2 separate regions of the Pan troglodytes genome follow, and region 1 is linked to region 2. Evidence: chromatin contacts called from public HiChIP or PLAC-seq data. All regions are on one chromosome and are shown on one strand. Each heading gives the region's core, a stretch centred on a gene start, on an enhancer-like site or on the middle of the called end of the contact. The rest is flanking DNA. Distances are from core to core; before and after follow the strand shown.

The links. HiChIP or PLAC-seq counts read pairs in DNA pulled down with a chosen protein or histone mark.
Region 1: an H3K4me3 HiChIP or PLAC-seq map of stem cell-derived excitatory neurons shows a contact between it and region 2, with 2.5 times the contacts expected there. The contact joins the promoter of PRMT2 here to the promoter of DIP2A in region 2. A contact is called at or near these places in 1 of 7 Hi-C or Micro-C datasets (stem cell-derived neural progenitor cells) and 1 of 1 datasets of contacts at active chromatin or transcription factors (stem cell-derived excitatory neurons).

Annotation. Positions count from the first base shown.
Region 1 is chr22:47,322,283-47,327,164 of NHGRI_mPanTro3-v2.0_pri, forward strand. It overlaps PRMT2 (protein arginine methyltransferase 2), which reads left to right and starts at 3,424. Exons shown (of 11, transcript XM_514952.5): 1 at 3,424-3,650; 2 at 4,783-4,877. The coding sequence starts at 4,839.
Region 2 is chr22:47,145,410-47,150,414 of NHGRI_mPanTro3-v2.0_pri, forward strand. It overlaps DIP2A (disco interacting protein 2 homolog A), which reads left to right and starts at 1,296. Exons shown (of 39, transcript XM_063803614.1): 1 at 1,296-1,666. LOC112206635 (a long non-coding RNA gene) reads right to left here and starts at 1,138. Exons shown (of 2, transcript XR_010154497.1): 1 at 770-1,138.

The DNA of each region.
Region 1 (4,882 bases), core at 2,174-4,673, 180 kb after region 2:
TTTAATAGAGAAACATTGTGTACGCAACACATAAATACATAGATGTATTAGGTATACTGATAGAAGTACATCTTATAGATTCCTAAGACCTCTTTTTTTTTTCTATCTTAGACTTGCAAACTCTTGATAATCTGTGTCATTGCCCTGGCAGTTGCCGGCTAAATAGCCCTAAATCTGCATATTAAAGGAAACTATTAGATGAAAAATTAGATAGCAAAATTTACATTTTAAGGTACAGAGAGGAAAAAGTCTGGTGGTGCTAAAGAGAGATTAAAAATGGATGCCAAATCAAACATAAAATTATGAAAATCTGGCATAGGATTGTATAAGGAGACCAATTTTATTTAGACAGAGACTCCCTATATTTTAACTGGATCTCTGAGCTCTGGGCAGACACTACACTGAATCCTGGGTCTCCAAAAAGCGAAAATTATTATGAGGTTAGACTACATCATGCTTTTACAGTGCACTTAAAAAATTTTTTTTCAACAAAGACATTTCTACATGTCTAAACTATACTATTCCTTAAGAACTCCAGAGTAGCCTCTGTTGCAGTAACTATTTTAGTAAAAAAATTAGGTAACACAATACAAAAGCAAGCAGTTTAAGAGCTGAGATGAAAAAAAAAAAAAGCTGAGATGAACTTGTCTGTTTACACATTTGGGGTTCCATAAGGAAAAAGAGGTTTCTCCTCCAAGGGGAATCTGGCACCTTCTCCGTTTTCTGTAAGGAACCCTGGGTATTACAAACTATATTAGGTTTCCCATGAAGCAGAGGGTGCAAGAGAAAGAAGACACGGCAAAAGTAAATGAAGAAAACAGAAGCCAGTCAACTAAGAAGAAAAAAACTTTTGCTCAAAAAGACAAGGTCCTAGGAGAGAAAAAAACAAAAAAAAAAACAAAACTGGAAGCCTTTTAAATACAAACACACACACACAGGCACACATACACACATATGTTGGATGTTAGCTTTTAATTAAGCTTTTAACCATTGAGCTCCTTAAAAATAAACTTTTTAAATCTCATTACTGGCTGGGCATGGTGGCTCATGCCTGTGATCCCAACACTTTGGGAGGCCGAGGTAGGCGGATCACTTGAGGCCAGTTTGAGACCAGCCTGGCCAACATGGTGAAACCCCATCTCTACCAAAAAAATACAAAAATGAGCTGGGTGTGGTGGTGCAGGCCTAGAATCCCAGCTACTCAGGAGGCTAAGGCATGGGAATCACTTGAACCTGGGAGGTGGAGGTTGCAGTGAGCTGAGATTGTGCCACTGCACCCCAGCCTGGAACACAGAGCCAGACTCTGTCTAAATAAATAAATAAATCTCATTATCATATTTCAGCTAGGACTAATTGCTGCTATTTCAGAAGTACCAAGTATCAAACCAGAAAGGGCTTAATTTAGGAACTAAACCCAGGCTGTAGTGGTGGAAAAAAAGAAGGCAGAACCCTTAGGTATGGAACTGCAGTGTGGGGTGACAGACATTACTCTTTTTGGTTGGTCTGGCTAGCAAAAATGTGGCCTTGTTATGTAAGAAAAGCCCTTTAAGTAGTCAAAATAAATTTTTTTTTTCTTTTTCCTTTTGCTAGCTGTTTTTCTCCCCCCACCACATCACCTTTTGTGTGTGTGTGTGGTGGGGAGGGGTTGAAACTTAGCCTCTTCAGAGGCCTCGCTTCTCATAATTTGGAACTTTTCCTTTGGTTTCGATCAAGTCAGATAGAGTTCGTCAAACTCAATGCAAAAAAGACAAAAGAACAAAAAACAGAAACAACAACAAAAAAACCAGTTAAGCGAAACGAAGGATTGGGCAATTTATAAGGTTACTGAGCACACTAATGGTAAGGAGAAATTAAGACCAGCTGGTTGCTAATCTTAAGAGCCAAGACAAACCCCAATTCAGTTACTTCCTAGGGATGGGTCTGAGGCTGAAGATTGCTCTCTACCATCCTAGAAGCAGAGGAAGAAAACCCCTCATCTTTCCTGTGGGAAGCGAGCTCAAACTCCATAAACGAGTTACCTGCCTTCCATTGTCATGGAAGCAGGAAAAAACTACTACTACTTCCTTATGTTGGAAGAGAGTAAAGCACACCCCGCCCCCCAACCCCCGCCCAACACACAAAAGGAGTTGTACAGCAAAATAAACTAGATCTTGACCAAATCTGGGTAGATCAGGGATTCTCTGGAGAGGGGGCTTCCAGGCCTCCGCAAATTGTCCTATTGGTTTGAGCCATAAAGATAGCTCAAGCTGGTACTAAGGACTGACAGGAGATTTGTCAAAGGTCTGTGGCACCTCTACTCAGAATCCCTTTGTGGTTACCAAAATGTGAACCTTGAATATCTGAGTCAGATCTCAGTCAACTTAGGAACTTTATTTTGCTGAATTTAAGGATGCACGCCCATGACACGGCCGTCGGAGGCCCTGATGACATGTGCCCAAGGTGGTCAGAGCACAGTTTGGTTTTATTCGTTTTAGGGAGACATGAGACATCAATCAATATATGTAAGATGAACATTGGTTTGGTCCGGAAGGGCGGGACAACTCGAAGCAAAGGCAGGAGGGAGCTTCCAGGTCATAGGTAAGTATGAGACAAATCGTTGCATTCCCTTGAGTTTCTGGTTAGCCCCTCCAGAGGTGGCAATCAGATACGCATTTATCTCAGTGAGCTGAGAGATGACTTTGAATAGAATGGGAGGCAGGTTTGCCCTAAGCAGTTCCCAACTTGACTTTTCCTTTTAAGCTTAATGATTTTGCGGCCCCCAAATTTATTTTCCTTCCACATTTTTTTTTTTTTTTAAATCAGACTTAAGGTCTGCCTTGATGTTAATGCTGGAGGAGTGTAAAAAGGCATGTCCAACTCTTACTTCCCCTCGAGGCCAGAATAGTCTCTCAGGTTGAACTTCAGGGTTCCCTGGTAAAGGAGGGAGTCCAGTCAGATGGCTGCGGGGAGGGGGGGGCTTCGAATTTTATTTGTTTTACAGGCATTAGTGCCACCCATTTCTCCTTCACCCCAAACTTCCTCTCCCCAAAACAGAAACGTCATCATTCTGCTTCCACTTATCCAGAAGAAAGGCAGAGGGCGCACACTGCGCAGCGCGGATGGGAAAGTTAACTGAATTATTTGCGGGAAGACAGAGGAGGTGGGGGTCCCCCAAGCCCCAGCCATTTTGTGGCTCGTAGGGGTTGTCGCTTCCCAAGCCGTGAATGGCCCAACCGCGCCCCCCGCCCCAGGTCGGACTCCTGCCCCGCGCCCCTCTGGGTCGGACCCCAAGCCGAGCCCCCCCACCCCGCGGCTGGGCTGGGCGATTGGGGACGAGCTCCACACATGGAGAACCTGGCCTCGCCTCGCAAGACCGCGGGAGGCGCAGATGTGAAGTGCGCCTGCGCGGGGCGCAGCCCTAGCTGCAGACGATCTGTGAGCGGTGCGCCGGCGCAAGTCGAGGGCGGTGGCTCGGCTTCCCTGGAATAGGGGACGTCTTAGGACTGCGCCTGCGCGGGGCGCCGGGCCCTGGGCGGGGCCTTCCCGGCTGACGGCCTGCGTGCACTGCGCTTGCGCGGGTTGAGGGCGGTGGCTCAGGCTCCTGGAAAGGACCGTCCGCCCCTCCGCGCTGGCGGTGTGGACGCGGAACTCAGCGGAGAAACGCGATTGAGGTAGGTGTCCTGATGGGCAGCTCAGATGGCTGGACTGCACGTAAGGAAGGACAGGCCAGGTGAGGCGTCCTCGCACTGCGTGTGCGTCGCTGGCGGACAGAGGCCTCCGCCCCCTTTTGGGACCTCCGAGCGCCTTCGCGATCTCAGCCACCTGCCCTGGCGTCCAAACGGGAGCTCGGTCCCCGTCACACCCTTCCCTGCGTGCCGCACCTCTTCCCGGCCACTCCCACCGTCCAGCGCCCTCTGCGGCCACGCCCACCCCACCGCCATCTCTGTCACGCCCTTCGCGGCCACGCCCACCTGCCCGGCGGCCCCTGCCCCGAAGCTCGCGGCGCTGTCCCAGCCTGACCCTCTCGTGCCCCTGCGTCCACGCGTGGCCCTCTCGCTTCCTGCCCCCTTCTCACCCCCCTTCACTGGCCACCTGTTCCAACCCTCCATGATCCTGTTCCTCCCGAGGGCATCTTAGGAGGGCAGGGTCCTGCGCGCACCGCGGCCTCCACTCCGACCCCGTCCCAATTTGGACCCAGGTTTTCCAATGAAAATATAATTATGTAAATCAGTAAGCATTTGTAACTAGGAATATCACAAAAATAAGCTTCAAGTCTGGATTTAGAAGTGAAGCGTGCATTTTAAACAAAGAATTGCTATGCAATTTAAAAAACACATTGATCCCAGAGCAGTGTGTGGATTACACTATCACTGGAAAAATACGAATTGAGAAGAAGGAAAAGACTGGAAGATGCAGACCTTGGTTCCTGTTAGTGGAAACACTGTAAGGTCCCAGGTAGGGACTTTTAATTGGAATTAAAGCTATCACAGTTCTAAGAAATTAATGAATACTGATTTATTACCTTAAGTCGACACCTGATCTAACAGAAACTAACAGGCTTCAGCAAATGAACAAGATTAACACCTTGCAGACTAGTGAAGAAAACACACTATTTGAAGTTTATGATTTTTAAATGCTTTTGTCTCTGTAAAGTATTGTAAATTTTCATTTCTATACTAATCTTCACACATACACATTTTACTTCTATTTGGTAGAGGACATCATGCACGTTAGAAGTTAAGTGAACTCAATTATTAAGCAATGTAACAAGTACTTTGTGTCTCCTTCTCTTTTTAAAAGTAGAAATGGAAAAGAAAATGAAATAAATCAGCAGTTATGAGGCAGAGCCTAAGAGAACTATGGCAACATCAGGTGACTGTCCCAGAAGTGAATCGCAGGTAAT
Region 2 (5,005 bases), core at 46-2,545:
GTGGAAGAGTATTGCCTTGTTTGGGTGTTTTGCTATTTTTGGAGTTCAGTCAAACAGGGATGTTAATTCCTGGGCCTGGTTCTTGTCTTTGACCTGCTGCAGTAAATGAAGCTTCTCTATATGCAACGGGACAGATTCACTGGCTTACAACTGTTTGTTGCTTGCCTTCAGCTGACCACTATTCTTAAGAGACTCGGTTGGCACTAAGCAATAGCTATCCAATCCCCCTTTCCTTCCTTTTATCTACTACGTTCACCATATATGAAATGTCTGATACCTCACCCACTCGTGGATTCCATTTCACTAGTTCACCCTCCTACTTCACCACTGGTGAGTGATGCAGCCTCGAATCCCATCTTCTCACCAGCTTTAATGCTGCAGAATGGTTTCTCCAGAAGCAGACGCTGCGACTGAGTTTGGGGTACGAGAATGTTGACATGGTATCAACACCGGTGAAAGGAAGGGGAAGGAAGCAGGACTGGACGGAGGAAGAAGGGTATGTAAGTCCCGCAAAGCTTTGGCCAACCTCGTGTGGAGCTCTGGAACGAGAACTGCTGAAGTTCGCCAGACTCGGGCACTCCTGCCTAACTCAGTAACAGGCGGGCGGCATCGGGACACGGACACGCTGCTCAGGCCCCGCCACAGCCACCCTCGCACCGTCAGACACACTCCCACACATTCGGGGAGCACGGCCTTCAGGACGCCGGCGGCGCCCTCTCAGTCTAGCTCCGCCAGGCCCCTCGTCCGTCCTCCCGCCCTCCAAGGTCACCTCGCGGTCCGACATGGCTGCTGGGGCTCCTTCGGGGCCAACGATGTGTACTTCTAGGGCTGTTTTTTTAAAGCAAAGGAGTGAACACAGGTAAAGGCACGAGAAAGGTGCCTCGACGCCACCACGGACTGCGCAGCGTTCGCGATCAGCACAGCCCGAAAGGGAAGACAGTGGTCAACGCGGACGCGCCATGGCGCGGGGACCAAGGAGGAGCCCCGAGAGGGGCGGGGCTGGCCGGAGGGCCGCGCGCGGGGCCACCAGCGGCGCCTAGGGGTCAGCGCCAACGCCCACGGGTTGGTCATCCCCACTTAGGCGCCTCGGGCCGCAACTAAGCAGCCTGCCCGCCTCAAGCCCGCCACCCTCAAGCAGGCCCAGCGCAGAGCCTGTCGGGAGCGGCGCTCTCCCGCCTCTCCCAATGGGAGCCCGGAGCGGCATCGACGCGTCTTCGGGGCCAATGGAAGCGAGGCTCTGGTGTTGCTGGGCGGGGCCGGGAGGGCTGCGCGGGCCCGAGACCCACTGCGCACGCGCGCTCGCTACCCGCCCTTCCCGCCGCGCACGCGCTCCCGCGTAGGGCCGGCCGGGCGCTCAGGAGCGCGCGGGGCGGCGGCGGCGCGGCGGAGCCATCCGCGCTCGTGCCCGCGCGGGTGCGTTGCCGTCCTGGCCGCGCCCCTGTCCCGCCGCCTCCCGCTCCTCGCCTGGCGGATGTAGGCTGTTGGCCTGAGGGGAGCTACGTAGCCGAGGTTTGCGCTGCCGCCGCCAGGCCTGGTCCGGTTCCAGCCTCTGCTCGGACGCTAGCCGGCCTGGCCATGGCTGACCGCGGGTGCCCGCTGGAGGCGGCGCCGCTGCCTGCCGAGGTGCGGGAGAGCCTGGCTGAGCTGGAGCTGGAGCTGTCGGAAGGTGAGCCGGACCCCGCCCTCAACCCCCGCGACCCGCCCTCAGCCGGGTCCCCCGCGCAGCCTGTCACTCCGGGACCCCCGCGCGGCCCCTCACTCCAGGACCCCCGCGCGGCCCCTCACTCCAGGACCCCCGCCCTTCACCCCCGGGACCCCCACGCGGCCTCGCCCCTGGGACCTCTGCCCCTCAACGGGACCCCGGTTCCTCTACCCTGGAACCCGCCCCTCGCCCCTGGAGACACCGTTCCTCAACCCTGGGACCCCGCCCCTCATGTGGGACCCCAGCACGACCCCTCGCCCCGAGACCCCGGCCCCTTACCCCCGGGACCTCCTGCCCCTCACCCCCGGGACCTCCCGCCCCTCACCCCCGGGACCTCCTGCCCCTCACCCCCCGGACCTCCTGCCCCTCACCCCCCGGACCTCCTGCCCGTCACCCCCCGGACCTCCTGCCCCTCACCCCGAGAACCCCGCGCGGCCCCTCACCCCGGGGACCCCGCCCTTCACCCTGGGAGTCCCGCGCTGCCCCTCCGGACTCCCGACCCTCAGCCCCGGGACACCCGCGCGGCCCCTCAAACCAGGGACCACTGCCCCGCCTCTCATACAAGGACCCCTCCCCCATACAAGGACTCCTCCCCCCAGGCCCTTCACACCTGGGACCCTTACTCCTCACCCCGGGACCCCAGTACGGCCCTGCACCCGAGACCCCCGCCTGGACCCCCACATCGGGACCCCTGCCAAACTTCTGGAGACCTTTCCCTATCCCCAGCTGCTCCCCCAATGGGATCCGACCCCAAGGACTGGCTTTGACTAGGTCGTTTGGACAGGTGTGAGAATCTTGAGAGGAATGACCACTTTTGCCCCAAGCTGTGAGCCCCGCTTTTCTCAAGGCTGTAGGTCTGGGCTTGGTCTGGGCTTCACCAGGATGACTGCGCCCGTTGTCCGCAGGCAGCTACTTCCCTTGGAGCTGGGAGCCCTTGCCGCGCGCCTGATACTCTAGGAGCTGCACCCTGTGCCTCATTTTATTATCTATAAAGTGGGGTTATACCAGCACTTTCCATTTTGGATTGTTATGAGGCTAAAATACCTTAATATATGCAAAGCACATAACACTTAGGAGTTGTTAGCCCCCTCATGGAATTTTTTAAAGTAAAAAAAAAAAAGTCGTATAAATGGTTGGTTGATAAAAATAGACTGGAGTAATCTGGCTTCAGAGGTGGTGGGTGGCATTTCCCATTTGGATGTTATCCCTTTCAAGGCCTGTGTCCTGATATTCCTTTTGGCTGTCATTGGGAAAGAGTTAGGTTCTTCTCCAGTGTCAGAAAGGACTTGCAGTCCTTGAAGAAAAGCATGTAATTGATTCTTACTCTGTTTTTGAGATCTAAATGCATTTTCAGCTTTTAGAATCCATTTTTTTAATAATCTTATTATCCTTAATTTAAGTTTCAGATTGATAAGATTTTGCTGGGTCTGGGGTAGTTATTTCTCAAAACATCTAAATAATATGCACTAGCATATAGTAAGTCATTTAATCCTTGCCAACCTGAGGGAGGTAGATGCTGTTGTGATCTTGTTTTACATATAATACAACATGTACTTGCAACTATTTTGAATTCAGCATTCAGATTTTTAACAATGTTGTGACATGTGGCACATTTTTTTTTTTTGAGACGGAGTCTTGCTCTGTTGCCCAGGCTGGAGTGCAATGGCGTGATCTCAGCTCACTGCAACCTCTGCCTCCCAGGTAGAAATGATTCTTCTGCCTCAGCCTCCTGAGTAGCTGGGATTACAGGCGCTTGCCACCACGCCCAGCTAATTTTCGTATTTTTAGTAGAGGCAAGGTATCACCATGTTGACCAGGCTGGTCTCAAACTCCTGACCTCAGGTGGTCCGCCTGCCTCAGCCTCCCAAAGTGCTGGGATTACAGGCATGAGCCACCGTGCCTGGCTTGTGGCACATTTTAAAAAATGGAAGTACAGGCTGAGTACACAGTGGCTCATGCTTGTAATCCCAACACTTTGGGAGGCCACGTTGGCTTGGAGACGGGAGTTCAGAACAGCTTGGGCAACATAGCAAGACTCTGTCTCTACAGTATTAAAAAAAATTAGCTGGGCATGGTGGTGTGCACCTGTAGTCCCAGCTACTTGGGAGGCTGAGGCAGGAGGATCACCTGAGCACTGGAGCACTCCAGCCTGGGCAATAGAGCGAGAACCTGTCTCTCTCACAAAAAAAAAAAAAAAGGAAAGAAATGGATGGATTTGAGAATTCTTGGTGATTAGATGCTCCTAGGCAGTCTGACAAACTTAAATTAGGAATGGGTTTGACAGGATCTACTGTACTGCATTTGTTAAGGCTCTTTAGGGAAAATCACATATACGCAGTTTAGATTCTGTGCATTTCAAACATATTTTTGCGTATTGCTCCTAATTTCTGCTCCAATGTATTCATTATTCCCTCAATTTTTTGTGTTGTAGTTGTGTTTGAGTGCTTGCTAGGCATTGACAATTGAATCCTTTCCTCAAAGAACTTTATAATTTGTGCAACAGAACACAAGTACTTAAATGAAAGAAATGTTTTCTATCTGTTGGATCCATTTATGCTATTGTCATCTTAGAGATATGTAGGGGATGTATAGGTAAGTAAAGTTATAAGATTATGTAACATGGAGAGGAACCTGGAAAAATAGCTTAAACTGAGAAAGGGGGTAAACAAAAAAAGTATTGAGCCCAGAAATGGTGGCTTAGGCCTGTTATGTTTGCATTTTGGGAGGCCCAGGCAGGAGGATCACTTGAGCCCAGGAGTTTGAGACCAGCCTAGGCAACATAGGGAGACCCTGCCTCTTCCAAAAAAAAAAAAAAAAAAAAAAAAAAATTGGCTGGGCATGGTGGTGTGTGCCTGTAGTCCCAGCTACTTGAGGGGCCGAGGTGGGAGGATCACCTGACGAGGTTGTGAGCCTTTATAGTGTCACTGCATTCCAGCCTGGGAGACAGAGTGGGACCTTGTCTCAAAAAAAAGTGTTAAAGGGAAGACAGCAGAGAACAGAGTAGTAGAGTGGCAGCCAAGGAGGTGGAAGCTCTGGCTTCTTGGCTTCTTTCCCTGCTCCTAGACTGGCCTGACACTTTTCTTTTGGCCAAAATAGGTCAGTGATTACTTAGGCACAGTCACACGTGGACCTGCTTCCAGGGCGCTTCCACAGGTTAATGCTGGCTTCTGTAGTTTATGTTGTGGTTGTTGTTGACGTGGGCTCTCCCTGTTGGATTTGGAGATGCTTACTGGTAAGGACTTTGTTTTAGGCAGATTTTTGGCATCTTCACACAGTGGTGGGCATCTGGTAAAGTGTCTGTGA